Linked DNA regions of Sus scrofa: regions 1 and 2 are each linked to region 3. A link is a contact called in public HiChIP or PLAC-seq and promoter capture Hi-C data. All regions are on one chromosome and are shown on one strand. The core of a region is the stretch at or near the end of the contact, and the rest is flanking DNA. Distances in the headings are between cores, read along the strand shown.

Region 1 (2,700 bases), core at 82-2,581, 470 kb before region 3:
GGGCCCTCGTCGGGGGCTTTCTTGGCAGTGGCTCAGTCCTGCCACTAGCACCAGTGTCCCCGATTCGCTTCATGGCGGCCAGGACAGTCTCGTGAATGCTTTGGGCCATCACAGCATCGGGCGCCTGTAGCCACAGCTCCCCGGGACCTGTGGGTGCTGAGCGCCCGAGCTCCAGGAAGAAGAAAGAGTCTGCGTGACCACAGCGGCGCACGCTGAGCAGGGACAGGCGCAGGGCTGGGGGCGGAGGTGCCTGGGTGGCCCTGGAGCTTCTGCCCCTGGGCTTCCGCAGCAGGCTCAGTACCCCGGAACCCAGGCACAAGCAGTAGCCGCCGCTGCCCAGGCCTCGTGTCTGCCCCAGCCCCTTGGGCCGCAGCGTCACGGGCCAGATGTCCTGAAACGGAGCGAGCATCCAGGCCTCGGGGTCCTCGTGGGAGCTGGGCCCTGGAGAGACAACAGGCGGGTCACAGAGCTTCTGGGCCGGGAGCTTGGAGTCAGTGTGCCCCGGGGACTGACAACGCGTAAACGCTTCATTTTGGATTGGATTTCGGAGACCTGGGGGAGGGACAGCCTACGGATAAGCCAAATCCACGATCACCCCCCCCACCCTCCCACCCTGGGCTTGGGCCTCACCGGCGGCGGCGCGCGCCTCAAGCAGGGCGCTGTACCACGCCTGCTGCTCCGCCTCGCTGGCCGCCGCCACGCCCAGGCTGCGGTCGGCGGTGAAGAGGAAGATCAGGTGGCGCTGGCGCGCGTCCACGCGCTTGCTGATGGTGCACGCGCCCGTCAGGCTCACGCTGAGCTTGGGAGCCGCTCGGCCGGCGTGGAACTTCTTCTCGCTCTCGTAACACTCGAGGCGCGGCGGGTCCGCGCGGAGCACGAAGAAGCGGCGGTGCTGGGACTTGTGCTTCCGAAGGTGGCCGCAGAGCCGCACGTCAGCCGGGCAGGCCCAGGGCGACAGCGGACCCAGGGCCACGTCGGCCGACTCAGACTCCGGGGCCGTCGTGGGGCTGCCGCCGCCGCCGCCTCTGGGCTTCATCCTGGGCCAAAGGCGACCAAGTGGCCGGAGCAGGAGCGGAGACGGCTGGGAAGAGGCTCGCCGAGGTGGGGTTCTAGAGGTAGCGGTCCCGGGGGAGGGGGCAGCGTCCTGACAGGCTGCCACTGCCTTAATGCCCGGCGTCTCTCTCCCCCGCTCCCGACTTGAAGTTTGGGGCAGGGGGTCTGCAGTGGCCCCTCGCTGCGCGCAGCGTGTGACCCAGTGACTGCTCGACGGCCTGAGACACCCGAGGCTCCGCCGGGCTCGGAGCCTCAACCCAGTGGCCTCCCGCCGCCTCCTCTCCCCTCCCTCCCAACGCCGACTGCGCCCAAGTCCCCACCCCCGCGAGGTTAACCCTCACGCGCCCCGGAGCTGGACTCCGCGCGGTGGGCGTGGAGTTTGAGTTGCCGAGTGCGGGAGAGGCGGCCTCGGCCTGGGCTGGTGCCGGGGCGGGGAGGTGTTGGGGGCGTCTCTTCTGACCCGACCTGAGCGCGGAGAAAGCTGTGAGGTGAAGAGAGTGTGCGTGGAGCTACGTCCGTGGTGACCGCTGGCGGCCTCGTCCGCAGTCCTGGAGGTAAGGGGGCTGCTAAGCCGGCTGCCTTTACAGCGGGACCCCCTTCCGGCTCTAGGCCGCCAGCACCCGTGTCCCCTGCCTCCCCGGTCCCGCTCAGAATGGTTCTGTTCTCTTCCTTTCCAAGTAATCCTAGGAGCCAGGGCCGCCGAGCACTGGGCTAAGTTGACCTCGGTGGAGCTGGAGGTTCAGGTTCTCTGCAGGGTTGGGGTGACAGGAGGTGTCTTCATGGGGGTACCCTTTGCCCCCTTGCATCCCAAGAAGTTTGAAATGGGGTTGGGATTCAGGCACTTTTACATCCATTTCTTTTTTCCCCTTTTTCAGCCACACCTGCCACCTATGAAGGTTCCTGGGACAGGAATCAAATCCGAGCCTCAGCTGCGACCCGTGCCATAGCAGGAACGCCCTACACCCGCCTCTGATCCTTCCAAGGACCACCTGCTGACGGCGGGGGCCATGGCGCTGGTCAGTGTACACTCTGCAAGACAAACCACGGGTTGACAGGTGGGCCTTAGAGGACCTTATGATATCCCTGTCCTGGCAAGCAGGATACCTGAAGGGCCCTGGGGGAGCTGAGGGTTGGGGAGGGGAAGGGGGCAGCTGTGGCCCCAGTTAAAGATGGTATTTGGGGGAGGAGTGCCTTCAGGTGAGGAAGGAGCTGTAACAGGAGTACTGAAGCAAGGCCATCTGGTTCGTTTTCATAGACTAGTTCAAGGGTCAGGAAAGCCCAAGCAGGGCTGGCGGGGCTTCCCACCCAGGCCTTGGAGGAAGGAGCTGGGATACCAGAGGAGCCAATGGTTTAGTGGACAGGGAGGCTGGCATCCTCGAACATCCTTTACAGGTCATGTTGCAAGCATGATGCAGGGCACTGCCTGGCATTGTGAGGATGGGCATCTGGCCAGCAGGCAGGTGGTACCCAGTGCCTACTCCAGGTGCCTCTCAGGTCAGCCAGCGCCTCTCTAAGGTGCGGGAGAGGTGCTGGCAGCTCACGTGGTACATGGGGGGGCCTGTGGCAGCCTCCACCATCAATAGGTGTTGGCCAGGGAGAGGCAGATATGTCATAGATCCTTAAGCTGACACCAGGACATAAGTATGT
Region 2 (2,700 bases), core at 96-2,595, 480 kb before region 3:
TCTTCCCGGAACTCCAAGGAATCCAGGCCTGGACAACCAGCCCTCAGCTGCACAGTACTATAGACTCATTCGTTTACTCTGCTGGTGAACAGACTGTCAGCCAGCCAATCAAACTCCCTTATTCAGGGGGCCTAGTAAACAGCTAGTTTGGGACACCTGGGATGGAATTTTAATAACTCAATAAATGTTCTGGAATGTCAGCATCTGAGATGTGACTTATGGGAAAGAACCTTGAGCTATTTGTGGCTAGGTAGCTATTAACCAATTAAATGGACTATATTGGGTTCTTATGCCACTTAACAGGATGTTAAGACTCTCCGTGGACGGAGCAAGAATCGGTAACTTCCTCTTGTATTTGGGTCCCCTTTATCCACTCAGTTTCACTTCGGGAGACAAAGAAGAGGATGCGAACAGAAAAAAGCCCACTGCAAAAGTTGATGCAGGGGGAAGGAAGCCTGGCCTCTAGAACGAGCTGTCGATAACTTGCTGTTTGCTCTTGACAGCTCTTCCCTCTGTCTCACTTTCCTCGTTTGTGAAACGGCGGTCCTCTTCTAGATGAGGTCCCTTCTAGACTAAGCCCCCAGGTCTGATCATCACAATTTGCCCAGGCGTACTTCTTTGGGCAAGGGGGCAGATCGGGCGGTTATTTTCGAGGATCTCCTGGTCTCCCGTAACCCTCCCTCCAGGAGTTGAGCTGGGCATCCCCGGTCCCTGGGAAGCCGCCTGTCCGCCCAGCCTCCGGAGACTGTCTCCGGGCCTCGGCCTCTGCAGCTGATATGACATTCATGGTCCCTGCGGTTGCAACGACCCCCTGTTCACTGGCCTCAGATATCGTCTTGCCTCCAGCTCCCCCTATACCCACAATCTGCCTGCTGCCACCACAGCAGGCTCGCTCCCTAACATGTCCAGCTCGCACACGCTACTGCAGTCCCTCTACTCCTTCCAGCCTGCCCAACACGCAGCGCTCACATTCTTTACGTCGGTCTCAAAGTTCTAGCTCACCCGCCTCCTTCTTAGTGAAGGGACCGCCTTCTCGCCCATGCTATTGGTAGATAGAGCCGTCCCTCAGAGAAGAGGCCGGGTCAGGTTCCCTTTGGAGGATCTAATTGGCCTTCTCGACAGTCACTCGCCTGTGTATGGCTTGCGATTTGTCTTCGTTGGAAAAAGAGACGGCCTTGCTTTTCACCGCCTCTATCATTTCAAGTGGAGCGCCGGCGTCCCCGCCTCCTGACTGGACCTGATTGGACCATCTCCACCCCTAAGATTTGTGATTGGATGCGGCTGCGCGGGGTGGGCCGGCCTGGAACGTCGGCCGTTGGCGAGCGCTCCATTCTAGTCCCCCTCCCGTGTCTCGCCTCACTCCAGCGCCGGAGTCCCCACCCCCCCGGCGGGTTCTGATTAGCCACTTCCGACGCGTCCCGGGACAGCGATTGGCCCGCCGGGTCCTCGAGCCCGCTTCCTCCCCCTGGAAGCCACTACGGCGGCTCCGAGGAGGGGGAGGGGCAAGGAGGGACGGCCGGTCCCGTCAGTCAGGCAGCGGGAGCCGCCAGGAGCGGATGGCGGCGGTGGTAGCGGCCTCACTCGCCGCTGGGGGTGAGGAGGCGGCGGCCACAACCTCCGTCCCAGGATCTCCGGGTCTGCCCGGGAGCCGCAGTGCAGAGCGGGCTCTAGAGGAGGCCGTGGCCACCGGGACCCTGAACCTGTCTAACCGGCGTTTGAAGCACTTCCCCCGGGGCGCGGCCCGCAGCTACGACCTGTCAGACATCACCCAGGCTGGTGAGTGCACCCGGCCCAGGGCCCCGCGGGGACCCTCGTTTGCATAGCCCCGCCCCTCGTTTTTCCTGGAGCCAGGGAGCCTGGCCGGCTCCCTCACCTGGTGGTCCGAGTTCTGGATTCTGCTGTTTTGCATAAGTCAGCTGCCACCCCTTCCCCATTTTAAGAACTACTAGACAATGAACACTTTTCTCGTTTGCACGGAACGCCCAGGGTCCCCGGCCGAGCGTTGTGAGAGCGCCCCCACCTCCGTTTGTCTTTATTTGCGTATCTGCGCACCTGTAGAATGGTCCCGCCCCTCCCCTAGTTTGGCTTATTTGCGTGACCTCTTCAACCTCAATTCTGATCGTTCCCACGAGCCCCTCTAATGACTCATTTCTCTTTCTGCACTTCGCCTCCAACTCTTTCCCCTGTTCCACCAAGATAGGAGCAGCCCCAGGTTCCCTGCGGCTTCCCATGGATTTGCCCCTGATAGCCCCAAGTTTCTGTTTCCTTTGCTCGGACCCGGCTCTTCACCCAGGCAGCCTGTGGGAGAAAAGCAAATCTCCCACCTCCCGCCAACTCTTTTCTCCCTGAGCTCTTCCCATTATCCCTAATCCCTTTATCTGCAACTCCTCCTCCTTGCGTGTGTGAGATCACTGTGGAGCCTGTGATCTCATAGAGACCCTAGAATTCCCAGTACAGTTTCTGCTTTCCCTAGGGGAGGGGACTTGCAGTTGCTGAAAGGAAGGAAATCTTATCTCCCAGCGGGGAGTGCTGGGAAGCTAGAGACCGTCTAGCTGTCCTTCCCACTCCCCCTACCATAGGCTCTTAACAATCATGCGTCTTCCATCCTGGTGTCTGTTGACGGTAGGGTGTAGGGGACGCCACTGTAACAGGTGAGTCAGGCCTCAGCTGCTCAGGAGGCCACCGCTGACCTTGGGCTGG
Region 3 (2,700 bases), core at 146-2,645:
AGAGGATCATTCCAGGCTAAGGAAAAAAAAAAGAAAAAGAAAAACGTGCAAAGCACAGACGTGCAAAAGGATGAGGCAGTCTCAGTTGCACTGAGAAGTTTAAGATGGCTGAAACATGGGCACTTTGGGGATGGGAGGTGGGGTGTGGAAATGTAAGAGAGATGGAGGCCAGACAACAAAGAGACTTGGATGTTATGGCCAAGACTTTGGCTGTAATCTAATCACAGCAGGAGGCCTGAAGAGGTGTTAAAGCAAAGACCACAATTAAGACTATGTTTAGAAAAACTGACAGGTGTAAGAGGGTATGAATGGAGACACAAATGAAAGGAGAGGAGAGATTAGGACTAAGTAGTGAGGAACACTGATATTGAAGTGCAGTGTGCAGTGAGGCAAAGGGGAAAAGAATTCAGGAAGAAATTAAAGCCAGGAAGGCAACAAACTAAGAAACCAGGGCACTCGATGGTCCAGATCTGAAATGTCTTCTCCCAGCTAGGCCCCAAAAGTGATGCAGCCACAGAAGATGTTGCTCACTGTAAAATCCATTCAGCGCACACCCTCTTCAAAGCCTTACAATTATGGGGAACCTCTCCCAGCTGTGTGGCCTCTTCTTTCTTTTATGAGCTTCAAGGGCTGATTTACTCACTCCTATATCCTCTCAGGAGAGCATGAGGCCTGTAATTTGGGACAGTCTCTGCCAGGGTGGAGCAGAGGATGTCCACAAGGTATTGAGCCTGACACCCCATTCCTGCAGGCTCCCCAGATTTAGGTCTGGTGGCATACGGAAAACACATACACACACACTCATACAGACACACATTGAAGATGCTCAGTAGAGTGGGCGGTCCTGGACCGATAGTCTCTGAACTACAATTCCCACAAACCATTGGGACCCAAACCAGCAAGAACAAGCAGGCTCCCTCTGAATTTCTCATGGGAATTGTAGTACCATAGTTTGGGAGGAGCGCTATGCATTCTTTCCCTTGACCCCATTCGAATTCCATCAGGCTCCACAAGCATCTCCCTCGGGTCCTTAAGGAGGTCGAGTGACCCACCCATCATAGTCCATTTGGTCTGGCCCAGACGAAGGAAGTGGGGCAGAGAGATGCGAATAGGGGCTACTCCCTTTAGATACCTTCGCATTTGCTGGGCAAGCGTTCTGTGTCATCGTCTTCCTCCTTCATTGTCCCAGCGCAAGCACCGTACATAGTCAAAATGAAAAGCAACATTCCCAACGGCACAGGTCCCATGATCAAGGGTCGTCCACAACCAACCACCCCCTTGCCTTCAAAGCAACTCCGGACAGGCAGCGGGCCCTTTAAATCCCGAAGGTGTCTGCTGCAGCATTAATCCAACGCAAGGCAGGAGGCGCACGCGCAGTGCCGACCCCATAGCGGGCGGGGCCTCGTTGCGCTCCGGGCTTCCCCGCCTAGGTTTTGTGGCGCCTCCCGAAGGTCCTGGCCGCCGGATAGTGAAGGAATAAACTGAAGTAATTACATCAAGAGGGTGTGCTCCTTACACGTAGGCACAGAGACACCATTTTTATATTGTTTCAGGCCGTGAGCCCAGAGGGCTTATTCCGGCTTGGGGAAGGGGCCGTAATCTGTTCTCGGTCGCTGCCAGGACCTGCGCCCGGAGGGGGCGGGGCCAACATGGCGCCGAGCGCCGGGTGAGCGGCGCTTTGGCGGCGGTGAGAGGCTTTTCCTGCGCGGGGAGCTCGGCTGGCGGGGGCGGGTCTGAGTGGTACCCGGGATTAGGCCCTTTGAAGGGCCCGAGTGGGGACTGCAGGAGGACGGTTGGTTGTGTGTCCTTGCGCTTTGGGACTCTGTGTGTGTGCACTGGAGGGATGTTGGGGGGATGAGGGGGGCTCTCTACGCCTTCTTTCGCGCTGTCCCCGTTGCCCGGGGACCTTCGAACCGCTTCCCTGTTGGGGAGACTGCCACATGGATCTAGGTCAAGTTAACCCTCAGTGAAGCCTTCCTGCCGACTCCACTGGCCTGAGGTTTCTTAAGGCCGTAGCGTGTTTTGTGAGCCTTTACTGGCAGAGGGTACCGCAGGGTATTGCAGGATTAATGGGAGTTCGCCAGGGAACTGGGACACCATCGCCTCCTATATACCCGGCTCCAGACACAGAGTATGTGTTGAATAAGTGTGTTCCCTGCAGATAAGGCTTGTAAAAGGGGGGAGGAGACTTGGGATAGTTTGAGAACTAAATTGTCTTTCACCTTCATCTTCCCGCCCCCTCCAGTAGGCCCACACCCGCCCCCCACCTACACCCCACAGTGAGTCCTAAACACTTTTGACATTAGCTTTCCTAATGCCAACTTCAAGCGAGCCACTTTCCTTTTGGCCACAAAAGTAGATTCCGAGCTTGGACCTATGTCTTGTTGATTCGATAATAGTGGTACCGAGTATTTATTGAGCACGTACATGTTTAAGTATTACAACTCATTCATTTATTCAACAAATGTTTATTACTGAGTATCTAGTGTGTCTCAGGCTCCATTCTAGGGTCTCAGAATACATCAGTGAACATAACACCGAACATCTCTGTGGACACGGTGAGGAAAAGGGAGATGTAGTCATAAGAAGTAATACAATGTGTACTAGCAGATATTAAATTCCATGGGAATTTTTTTAAAGCAGAGTGGAGGTGGGGTGCAGTAGTGAATAGGGTGATAGAAATCAGCAGCCAGGGACATC

Evidence for each region. Promoter capture Hi-C pulls out the DNA fragments that hold promoters and counts their contacts. HiChIP or PLAC-seq counts read pairs in DNA pulled down with a chosen protein or histone mark.
Region 1: a contact with region 3 is called in a promoter capture Hi-C map of fetal skeletal muscle, with 4 times the contacts expected there. The contact joins the promoter of LOC100515824 here to the promoter of TAF6 in region 3. A contact is called at or near these places in 1 of 5 promoter capture datasets (fetal skeletal muscle), 2 of 47 Hi-C or Micro-C datasets (embryonic fibroblasts and epiblast stem cells) and 2 of 2 datasets of contacts at active chromatin or transcription factors (alveolar macrophages and skeletal muscle).
Region 2: an H3K27ac HiChIP or PLAC-seq map of alveolar macrophages shows a contact between it and region 3. The contact joins the promoter of FBXO24 here to the promoter of TAF6 in region 3. A contact is called at or near these places in 2 of 5 promoter capture datasets (fetal liver and liver) and 2 of 2 datasets of contacts at active chromatin or transcription factors (alveolar macrophages and skeletal muscle).

Annotation. Positions count from the first base shown.
Region 1 is chr3:8,493,167-8,495,866 of Sscrofa11.1, reverse strand. LOC100515824 (insulin receptor substrate 1-like) reads right to left here and starts at 1,331. Exons shown (of 2, transcript XM_013995453.2): 1 at 631-1,331; 2 at 1-441. The coding sequence starts at 1,036. It overlaps LOC106509647 (a long non-coding RNA gene), which reads left to right and starts at 705. Exons shown (of 7, transcript XR_002342293.1): 1 at 705-1,607; 2 at 1,929-2,108.
Region 2 is chr3:8,510,071-8,512,770 of Sscrofa11.1, reverse strand. FBXO24 (F-box only protein 24) reads right to left here and starts at 1,345. Exons shown (of 20, transcript XM_021086233.1): 1 at 1-1,345. LRCH4 (leucine-rich repeat and calponin homology domain-containing protein 4) reads left to right here and starts at 1,429. Exons shown (of 23, transcript XR_002342282.1): 1 at 1,429-1,776.
Region 3 is chr3:8,025,677-8,028,376 of Sscrofa11.1, reverse strand. It overlaps TAF6 (transcription initiation factor TFIID subunit 6), which reads left to right and starts at 1,395. Exons shown (of 15, transcript XM_021086197.1): 1 at 1,395-1,687. It overlaps CNPY4 (protein canopy homolog 4), which reads right to left and starts at 1,380. Exons shown (of 6, transcript XM_021086210.1): 1 at 1,133-1,380. The coding sequence starts at 1,247.